Linked DNA regions of Rattus norvegicus: region 2 is linked to region 1. The links are chromatin contacts, called in public Hi-C maps. All regions are on one chromosome and are shown on one strand. Each heading gives the region's core, a stretch centred on a gene start, on an enhancer-like site or on the middle of the called end of the contact. The rest is flanking DNA. Distances are from core to core; before and after follow the strand shown. Region 1 holds the start of LOC108351956 (RING finger protein 223-like). Region 2 overlaps Sgpp2 (sphingosine-1-phosphate phosphatase 2).

What was found. Hi-C and Micro-C count contacts between places; a contact is called where the count stands out from the background.
Region 2: a Hi-C map of psoas muscle shows a contact between it and region 1, with 4 times the contacts expected there. The contact joins the enhancer-like site here to the promoter of LOC108351956 in region 1. A contact is called at or near these places in 5 of 12 Hi-C or Micro-C datasets (hepatocytes, kidney, liver and 1 more).

Annotation. Positions count from the first base shown.
Region 1 is chr9:87,131,085-87,135,926 of GRCr8, forward strand. LOC108351956 (RING finger protein 223-like) reads right to left here and starts at 2,111. Exons shown (of 1, transcript XM_039084659.2): 1 at 1-2,111. The coding sequence starts at 1,484. The coding sequence ends at 462.
Region 2 is chr9:87,321,464-87,327,041 of GRCr8, forward strand. All of the region lies in intron 4 of Sgpp2 (sphingosine-1-phosphate phosphatase 2), which reads left to right. Among named protein-coding and RNA genes, the nearest start is that of Farsb, 71 kb to the right of the region's middle. Within about 2 kb of position 4,133, at least 2 of the 93 cell types and tissues checked have an H3K27ac peak or open chromatin away from gene starts, as enhancers often do.

The DNA of each region.
Region 1 (4,842 bases), core at 861-3,360:
TTTATCAGTCTGTCCTCCCAGGATCTCTGAGACGCAGGAAGATCCTTTGCTTTTACACCTTATTCATTTTTCCTTTAAGAGATTCAAGTCCATTCACAACTGTGGCGGACAAGTGCGCGCGCGCTACCCTAAACGAGCGCCCAAGTCCTAGGCGCCAGGAATCCGCTTTCTGCACATCTGCAGGCTATGGGGCAGGGACAGCCACATACTTTGGTCAAGGTGGGAGTGACGCATAAAGGAGATCCCACACACACCAGCATCCCACTCTCTTCTGTTTCCCTCTCTCGCTCAAGGTAAGGGAAACAGGGAACAAAAAGAGAAGAGAAAGGAAACTGAGACTCCGCAGTGGTTCGTTGGTTCGTGGTCACAGACGAAGCGGGGAGAAACCCCAGCTCACTGAGTCCAAAACCGGGTCCCCTGGGGATGCTCAGGGTAGACGATGCCCCGGGTGTGCCTTCCCGCTACGTATCGCTCCTCCGGGCACTGCCCAGAGTTGCGGCCGCCCGCGCCCTGGAGCCACTGCCGCCGCTTCCTGCGGAGCCCGCGGCGGTCCCATCGGGCCGGTACTTGAGCCAGCAGATGATCCAGGTAACTACCACCGAGAAGAGTGCCAGGATGCTAGCCACCGACAGGCAAATGGGTCCCACAGGCGAGGGCGATCCGGTAGCTGGGGCGGGGCCGGGGGACGAACCGCTGCTCGGGGGTCCCCCACCCCCGCCGCCGCCGCCACCGCCGCCGTAGTGGTTGACGAAGATGAGACCGGTGAACAGCAGCACCACCATGGAGAGGAACGAGAAGACTACGCACACGCAGCCGGCGGTGAGCGCCGCCCGCTTGCAGTTCTGACAGCTCTCGTAGGCGCCCGGGGCGCGGAGACCCGGGCGGCCCGGAGGTCCGGGGGCGGCGTCCTCAGCGGGTGGTGGCGCCGGCTGCGCCGGCTGCGGGGCGGGGACTGGCGGCGGGGCGGTGGGCGCGGGGCGGCGGGAGGCCAACGGCGGGAGGCGGTCTTGGGGCAGCGGATCGTGTGCGGCTCGCAGAGCCAGCGGGAAGGCCTCGGCAAGCTTGGTGTTGTTGGGCAGGCCGTGTACGCGGCTGTCCGGCAGCGGCGTGCGGTGGCGGCACACCGGGCACGCGATGGCGCCGGGCGGGCCGTGCCAGGGTGGCGGGCGGGGTGCGCGCTCAGGGACGGCGCTGGAAGCGGCGGCGGCGCGGAGCTGCAGCTGGCTCAAGCACTCCTGGCAGAAGGTGTGCAGGCATGCCAGCAGCTTGGGGGCGCGCCGGTCCGCGTCGAAGTAGTTGTAGCAGATTTTGCACTCGTAGTCCTCGAGCGGTGGGAGGCTGGGGGCGGTCGCCGTGGCGTCCCGGACTCCCGAGTCTCCGCCGTCGCGAGCTCCAGCCGCAGTACCCCCAACTCCGTTTCGGCTCCGGGGGCTGCTGCTCCTGCTTTGGGTGCTGCCGCCGCTGTCGTTCGCAGGCGCTGCCATGGCATGATACGCCCCTCATCGGGGGCTAGGTGAGGCACCGTCCTCCCCCTGAGCTGCAGCCCGGGCTCAGGGCGGGGAGGAGGCGCTTCTGCCTCCCCCCTCTGACTGCTGTCGCCTGGCAGGGGAGGTAACCGCTGGCTGCTGCGCCCCCGCCCGGCCTTCTGGTCCACCCACCCCACCCTACCCCACCCAACCCCACCCCACCCCAGTGCGGATGCTTTTAGTCCTTTCAGGTCCAGGGGGCCTGACTGAGGCACCCTTAATCTCCTCTACCTAAGTATCCTCACAGCTTTCTGTATCCGTTTATGTGGACTTAAAATTGGGGTTCAGGTGGGCTTGGAGGTGTTGCAGGAACGCATTTGGGGTGCAGCTGCGTTAGGCTGTTCCGTTTTGCTTCTACACACAGCCTCTAAAGATGGTGTGCTACTGGGACCTGCCTTTTCCTTTTTCCACTTCCTCAACATCACTCCTCCCACCCCTCCTTTTTATCTGATTCATCCTTCCTTGTCTGGGGCTAGGTCCCAGGAGAAGTCTCCTCTCCCCCTACCAGCAAGAGCTCACCGTGATGTAATGCAGGACCCGCGCAGGGAGGGGAAGCGGCGGCCTCGGCAGCCTGGCAGAGGCGGTTCCTTTCCCGACTGAAAATCGTGATCTCATGTCTCAGTCCAAGGGCGAAAGCCAATAATCCCTAAGCCATTTACGCTTTGCGCTTTTATTAGCAGGGCCCAGGCGGCGGTGCAGGGCTCATCCCAGAGTGGAAGCAGAGAAGGGCATTTCCCCCCCTTCGCCATTTGGAGGAAATTTGGGAACTGGATAATTCTCCCTTCTTCCTTGGCAGTGTTGCTTCTTGAGTTTAAGGAGAGAAGACAGATTGGGAGCAGAGTCCAGCTGTTTTCCTGGTGATGACCAACCACCGTAGATGCAGCTGTTTCTGTAACCAGGCCGTTACAGAGGCAGAAGGGAGAGAAAGTAGTTGGCAAGGAAGTTCACACACTGAAAAGCCCAGTTTAAACCCAGCTGCTAGCCTCGCCCACCGCCCTTTTCCGCGTCCCCACTTTAACTTTTATCATTCGGATGCAGAGAGCACAAAACTCTCGCCTAATTATGGAATAGAAGTTCAAACGGACAAATCAGCAAGATTAGCTCATACAGTAAGGTACAGGAGGGCTTGGGTACAGCCTGCGAGGTGATATTCAGATATCCTTAACCTCTCCTCCCCCCCCACCCCCCCCCCCGCCCCGCTTCAGATGCCCCCTCCCCGGCCTCAGGAAGGGGAAAATGGCCACTCACCTCCCCACTCGGTAAAGAAGCGGGACTTTGTAAGATTTTTTTCTCTTCTCTTTTCCTCCTCCTCCTTCCTCCTTCCTCCTTCCTCCTTCTTCCTCCTCCTTCCTCCCCCTTCCTCCTTCTTCCTCCTCCTTCCTCCTTCCTCCCTCTTCCTCCGTCTTCCTTCCTCTCTCTCTCCCTCCCTCTCCCCCTCCTCCTCTTCTTCCAGAGGGAAGAAGCACTGCACCTTCTGCCTGGAGTCTCCGAAGTTCACAAGGTGACGCGGGAAATAGCTCGGGGGTGGGGCGGGGGGGGGCCAACCTGAAACCCCTATGACTGGGAAGCATATTAAAGGTAGAAGACAGAAAGAACCCTGGAAAGAGCCAATAAGAGCTGGATGAGAGAGCTGGGAATACAGCTCAATTGGGAGAGTGCTGGCACAACCCCAATGGCATCTCCAACAAGCATTGGGGAGGTGGAGGCAGGAGATTAGAGATTCAAAGCATCATCAACTACATATGGAGTTTGGGGCCAACCTGGTCTACATGAGACTGTCTCCAAACACAAAACAAAACAAAACAAAAAATTGGGTTTCTAGGGGAATTCTAAAGGACTATAACATTTCTGGAGCATTTGAAAATAAGTATATTTTTATTCTATGTAAATAGTGAGTGTGGTATGCCTTGAAAATTTAAGGCCTTGAGTTAAACTTGTTTCAAAATGTTAACTTTCTAGTTTCAAGCTTTCTTATTATTATTTGGGGGCAATATTGTTTTTAAATATCTATGATGGGGACAGTAATGACAGATCAGGTCGATGGGACAAAAAGATTATTTCCTGGCCTTGAAAGGTTGCAGACTGACTCAAAGCTAACTGGAGCTTTAAATGTCTTCCTGCTTCTCACTGTGTCCCCTTGTAGCGTGTGTGTCTCACAGAGTTTCAAACCGGGATCTTCAAGCTCTGGTTAGTATGTGCTATGCTTGCAGTGCCGTTCAGAACGTGAAAGCTTGTCTTAGGGAGGTGCACAGAAGCAAGAGGGCTAATGTACATCTGTAAAGCCAGCTTCACACCGAAGTTACACAAGCCCTCATGTAAGATCCCTGAAGACCTGTGTATGTGCTTGGGCAAAGCACATAAGCTTTTGCAGTTAGAGCCTGCCGTGCAGTTAGAGCCTGCCGTGCATTTTCCCCTTACATCAGGCTTCTCACACCAGCACTGCTGACATTTTGAACTGGTTACTTTTTTTTTTAAAGATTTATTTATTATATACAAGTACACTGTAGCTGTCTTCAGACACACCAGAAGAGGACATTAGGCCTCATTACAGATCATTGTGAGCCACCATGCAGTTGCTGGGAATTGAACTCAGGATCTCTGGGTTCAATAACCCAGAGTGCTCTTAACCACTGAGCCATCTCTCCAGCCCCTGGATACGGTTTTTTTTATTGCAGGTACTGTTTTGTAGGTGGCCAGTGTGAAGTCATTGGCCATTACTCATCAGAAGTCAACAGAGAAGCATTCCAGTTGTGACAATCAAAACGATCTCCCTCCACCACCAGGACCAAATCATCCCTGGCTGTGGACCTTGGGACTTACACAAAGACCACAGATTTGCTCTACGTGAGCTCTGAACTAGATCTTCCAGCTCCTATCCAGTGTGAGCGAACAGTATTGTCAAGGTATTTATCAGATTGTCACCATGTTTCTTGTGTAGCTCATGGTGATTTAGGTCCCAAAGTATGGAACAGTCTTTGAAAGACACTGGTGTAACGTTGGCTCTTACTTTCTGTAAACAATTACAGGGCTTTGGTTAACAATGACAGAATTTACTGTGTTTGGATAGGGTTGTGTGCTTTTGTTAGTTTGTTTTTTGATTTGTTTTGGGCAGGTATCCCAAACTATAACTCAGGCTGGTCTGGAACTTACTAGTACCAAACACAGCAATCCTCCTGTTTCAGCCTCCCGGATATTAGAATCACAGGCACAAACTACTACTCCCACTTTGGATACCATTTTGATGGGAACACAGCACCCCAATTATTTTATATCTTCAGAACAGATGTTCATTCTTAGGATTCATAAAGGTGCTGTG
Region 2 (5,578 bases), core at 2,883-5,382, 190 kb after region 1:
CAGAGTTCTCCAGCCTACAAACCTAAATGGTCCAGGGACCTGAAAGCATTCTTTGCAAAATTGAGCAAGTGTCTGGCTCTCCCCCTCTTTCTAGCCAGACAACCTTGGGCAGCCCTAACCCCTCCATAGTGTTCTTCAGGGGAGATGCTGGGAGAAAGGATGAAAATGTGTCCCAGTAAACCACCCTTGGGAAAGGAATGGAGGGTCAGAACGCACTAGTGTAGACAGGGGAGTCAGGGCACACTGTGGAACTTTCCAGAGATGTTCATCAAAGCTGAACATGTCCTTTCTGTTTGGCTAATGGTAAGAATGCACAAAGTCATTGTCACTAAACTCTGACCTGATGTGCCTTTCTTTGTTCTTTCACTTTCTGGTTATCTGGTGTTTTTCACTTCTACCTGTGGCCGAACGCTTGCAGTCCTTGGCTTTCTGCGTGTGCCTTGTCCATGCAGTGACATCGACTCCCATCTGCTGTCCCGAAATGACACGATTTCTTTCTGTCATTTGGCTGGATGAACCGCCACTGTATACATGTAACCCGTTTTCTTTATCCATTCATCTGGTGACAGATGCCGAGGCTGATTCCACAGCGTGGCTCTCGTGAAGAGCCTCATGGTCTTTTCATTAATATAAAAAGCACTAAACTGGGCATAGCGATGCTCATGGTCAGGCCAGCACTCTGTGGGCCGAGGCAGGAGGATTGGGAGTTCAAAGTCACCTCTGACTACATTCAGAAAACACTATCTCTGTGTACCATATGGGTAGAAAAAATGTAAAGGTGTTAACTGCATAAAATTCAGTGAATCAGGAGAGCATATGGAGGACAGAAATCCTCTGTAATATTCCCACTTAGTAAGCCCATTTTATTTCCTTCTGATATTTCACCCATACATATGAGTGTTTGTATGTATGTATGTATGTATGTATGCGTGTGTGCGTGTGTGTGTGTGTGTGTGTGTGTGTGTGTGTGTGTGTGTGTGTACTTAAGATTAGACTGTATTCTCATCATTACATCTCACTTATTGTTAACTTGGAAGCCACCCGGAGGGACATGAGATTTCCAGACATGTGTCTTTTCAAATGGAAAATGTTCGTCCTCTGTTATTAAATAAGGAAGCGGCGGCTTCCTCACCTCATCTTTTGTGTGAGCCGCAGGACATGTTCAGCTCAGGCCTCTTCCGAGTCTCTCTCTGTGCCGAGCCTCTTTCTTCAGGCTAATTTTTCTTGTTTGCATTTTCAGGTTTTTCTCTCGTGGAGCGCGTTACCTTTGGTCTTAGTTGCGGAAACTGAAATAGCCCAAGAACTCTTTTGAAGTGTAAACTAGTCCATCCTTCCTTCCTTCTTTCCTTCCTGAGACCTAGTGTCCTGTATCCTAAGCTGTCACTGGACTCACTCTGTGGCTGGAGAGGGCCTTGAACTTTTGATCCTCCTGCCTCCGAGATTGGGATAGCAGGTGCATGGCACTCTGTCCTACTTTTATTCCACGATGATGCTGGGGTTCCGCATATGAGGCAGGCACCCCACCAACTGAGCGTCTCCTCAGACCGCAGGTGGCGGGAACTTTTGTGAGCAATTTCTCTCTCTTCATTTTCTTCAAATTCCTTGAGTAGAATCTTAGGCCTAGTGTTTCTGTAAGGTCATATGCTTTGTAATTTAATTATCTTCATCCCTGGAAATGTTTTTGAAGGTTTCTGGTTTTGTTGGGGTTTTGTTTGTTTTCTTTGTTTTGTTTTGGGACCAGTACTATGGCCAACCTGAGCTACAGAATAAGACCTTGTCTCAAGAAAAGTTATTTAAAAGTAAAACTTAGGGGCTGGAGAGATGACTCAGTAGTTAAGAGCACCCGACTGCTCTTCCAGAGGTCCTGAGTTCAATTCCCAGCAACCACATGGTGGCTCACAACCATCTGTAAAGAGATCCGATGCCCTCTTCTGGTGTGTCTGCAGACAGCTACAGTGTACTTGTATAGAACAGATGAATAAATCTTTAAAAAACAAAAAAAGTAAAACTTAGAGCATTTACAGTTCTTCTGTTTAGAAGTATTTACAAAATAATTTTGTTATAAAAAAATTTACAGTCCCCATCTTGGAAATCTCACTTGTGTGGCTCAAATGTTTTCTTACTAAAAAAAAAAACAAAAAACAAAAAAAACCCCCTAAATACCTTGATTATAGTATCATGGATGATAATCCAAATGTATGGCTAGAAGAGAGGGGGAAACGCCATCTTCAGTCATGTAGGCTAAAATTAGTTTTGCCTTGAATAATGAGGCTATGGACCAAAATAATTTAGTTTGGCTTGAAGATGGACACAATTGGTTTATAAAGACTATTCCAACCAGATGTCAGGGGCTTTGGTAACCATAATTGCAAAGAAGACAGAAGGAAACAGGGTAAATTCTTATTTTATTCCTTGAAACAGTGGGGAGTCAACATCCCAGCCTCCTGACTCTGCAAGCGAGTGTCTGCTCTACTGTAGTGCAGCCGCTTTGGGAAGGGCTGCAAATAAGTCAGCAACCTCGGCTTCACCTGCACCTTCTGGCCTTTTAATGAGCGAACAGGGAAGTATCTAATCACAGCAAAGACAAAACAAGGGAAGTCTCCGAAGCGTGGCCCTTCGCCTTCCGTTCAGGGGGAGGGAGATCACTGCCCACTGTGGAGATACAAGACAGGATGTGAGACAGGCACAGCCCTAGAGCTGAGCCTCAGAGAGGAGTTGTAGGAACTCGACAGGTAGAGATGGCTGGAGCACACCAGAGCTAAAGGGAATACAAAACTGTAGGAGGTGGTCAACAAAAGGCAAGTGGGCTCGGCCTTAACCAGCTTCTCTTTGCATTGTCAATGGGGTGAAGTGGGCAGAGGCTTAGAACTGGACAGAGTACTGGTAATAAGTGTCCGTTGAGTGCTCGATCCTAACCAGGACACCTGTACCAACCTCTCCAAGGCCCAGGGAACGTTGTGGAAGAGAGAGCAGAAAGAATGACTGAGCCAGAGGATGGCTGTGGAAAGATGTTTTCAGGACAGGACGTTGCACTCATGAACTTACAGCAGCAGAAGCAACCTGAACAAGACCTACTTGGGACTGAGCCCATAAATATCCTATCAGGGAACAGGGAGGGGCTTCATGACGCCCCGCCTCTCCCCAAGGAGCCCTAAATGATTATTCTGGAGTTGTTTTTCTTCATATATGGAAGTTGCCCATGTTCCAGTAACTTACTGTGTAGACCAGGCTAGCCTCCCAAGTGCCAGGATAAAAGGTGTGAGCCACCATGCCTGGCTCCAAAAAAAGAAAAAATAATTAAAAAGTGAAAAAAGCAAGCAGACCCATTTGAGTGAAATGGGAAAAGCAGTGAGAAATCCTGGATTGAAATGTTGAGGATGGTGACCATGCTCAGGCGATAGGCAGGGGTGCCTGGGCTTCATTTAGTTTTATTCTAAATTTACATTCCCTGAACCTAGATTATGCTGGGGAACCAGAGTGTAGATTCCTGGCTGCACTCTAAGTTGGACAGGGGAGAGTGTCTATGCTGCCTAGTTTTAATGGTCAATGTGGCACAACCGAGAACCATATGAGAAGTGTGTTTCAACTGATGACTCTGTCACGTGTCTCTACGAGACCTGCAGCCATCAAGGTAACCCCATGAGCAACCAGGGCTGGAGGGCCAAGGAAGTGAGTGATCTGGTCTTGGGGGACTTCCTTCCTGAAGGGACTTGAGCTGTTTCATCTCTGTGCATGAGGCAAATGCCGCCTTTTGTCCCTGTTGACTTCCTTAGGGGTCAGACATGAGACTGGTGGAGGTGACAAGAGACCCTCCGAGTGGCAGAACCTTCTCTCCCCTGTAAGAGGACAGACTCGTTTATAGTGTTGAGCTCTCCCCAACTCTTAACAGTAATGTTCCCTTACACACATAGACAAAATACTCTGGTCTGCAACAGACCCTCTGCAAAGAGGTCCCCACTCATATGACCATGGATGGGCAGATCCCATCTGGAGATGCTGAATTTAATTTCATTTATTTCCAAAGGAAACAACAAAGACATACACATGATACAAAATTCTAGTGTGAAGCTTCCCTGCTGTGTACCCAAGTGCATTGCTCTGTAAATATCTACCTGTCTGTGTGCCAAGCTTGTCAGTCAGAACGGAACTATATCTCTTACACATGCTGTCCAGCACCTTGCCTCCTTAACTATCGGAGGATCTAACAGTTTGCTATGTTCTGTGTCATTATAAAAACATTATCCCCTTAAACTGTGTAGAAATAAGAACATAAAAACTCTGCTCAGCCAAATGTTTCTAAACCCACATCAGGGAATATGCGACGTGAAATCTGGATTGTCTGGTCACGTCCTTAAAATGTTAGGGCAGCCAAAGGATCTCTAAATCCAGGTTGGCAGAGCCTCCCAAAGCTGGCTTCCTCACAGATCCCAGCTCCTGTTGGCTTCTGTCACAGGCTTGTCTTGGCATCCTCAATTTGGAGGTCCCCTTTACGCCTTTTTGTAGGGTAGATGTTGTCCCATAGTTCTTTCCCATTGCCGAGCTTACTGGACACAGCAAGCTCTATTCCTAATGGATCCGACTGAAACACGTGTTCACCCCCATTTCGGTCACAGAGAAACTTGAGCAGGACAAACACCACCTACCGGGCTGTCCCTGTGTCCTGAGTTGCCAGCTGAACTGTGGGAGTGAGTTCTTGGTAAACAAGAGGGTCGTTGAACAGCCTTGAGAACCGTCTGTGCTCCTGACCGCTCCACACAAACCCAAGTGCTTGGAGATTGGTAGACTCTGTGTCTCTTCAGTAGTCACTGTGAAAGTTATTTCTGCTTCTTCTCAGGTACTAACAGGTCAGCGTTGGCAGCTTTAGTCTTCACTAAAGGGTCTCTTCTCACTAAAGCAGCCAAAGCAGGCTCCATCTGGGTATGTCCCCAGAGGGGCTGAATGTAGTCAGCAGAAAGCTCTGCTCTGTCGTCCTTGCCCCAACAGCCCAGGCCCACCTTGCCTTTTGAAACTGCTTGGAGCATCCTCTTGTCACAGCTCTGTCCCATGGTGTAACTATACCACAGTTTAACGCAATGCTACTCCTAGAGGGGGACTTGGTGAGTTCCAGTATCTTGCCATCACCTGCCACATCGCTGTGAAGAACATGACAACCTCGATTCAACTGTGGGCAGTTACAGCCCCTGGGCCAGGTCCCTGGGTGACGCTGCTAGTTGGAAGATAAATGTGTACCTTTAAAAGCAACTGGCAAGTTTCTGCCCCACAAAGCCTGCAGCATTTTGCACACAGATGAGTGGAAGATGGCTTCATCAACAGCTTTAATTTTCCTTTTGGTTTCTTGAATCAGAGTCTCACAAACTGGCCTGCAACTCGCCATCCTCCTGCCCCCACTTCCAAAATGCTGAGACCCCATACACACACCATCGTGCATTCACCACTGTGCCCAGCTAATTGGATTTTGTCTGAAGGACTGAGTGAGATACTAGGAGATCCACAGCATAGTCTGAGAAGTTAGGAGTACAGAGTTAGGGGCCTCTCTAGGTCTCTGGAGGCTCCTTAAAAGGCAGCAGCTGACACTTGA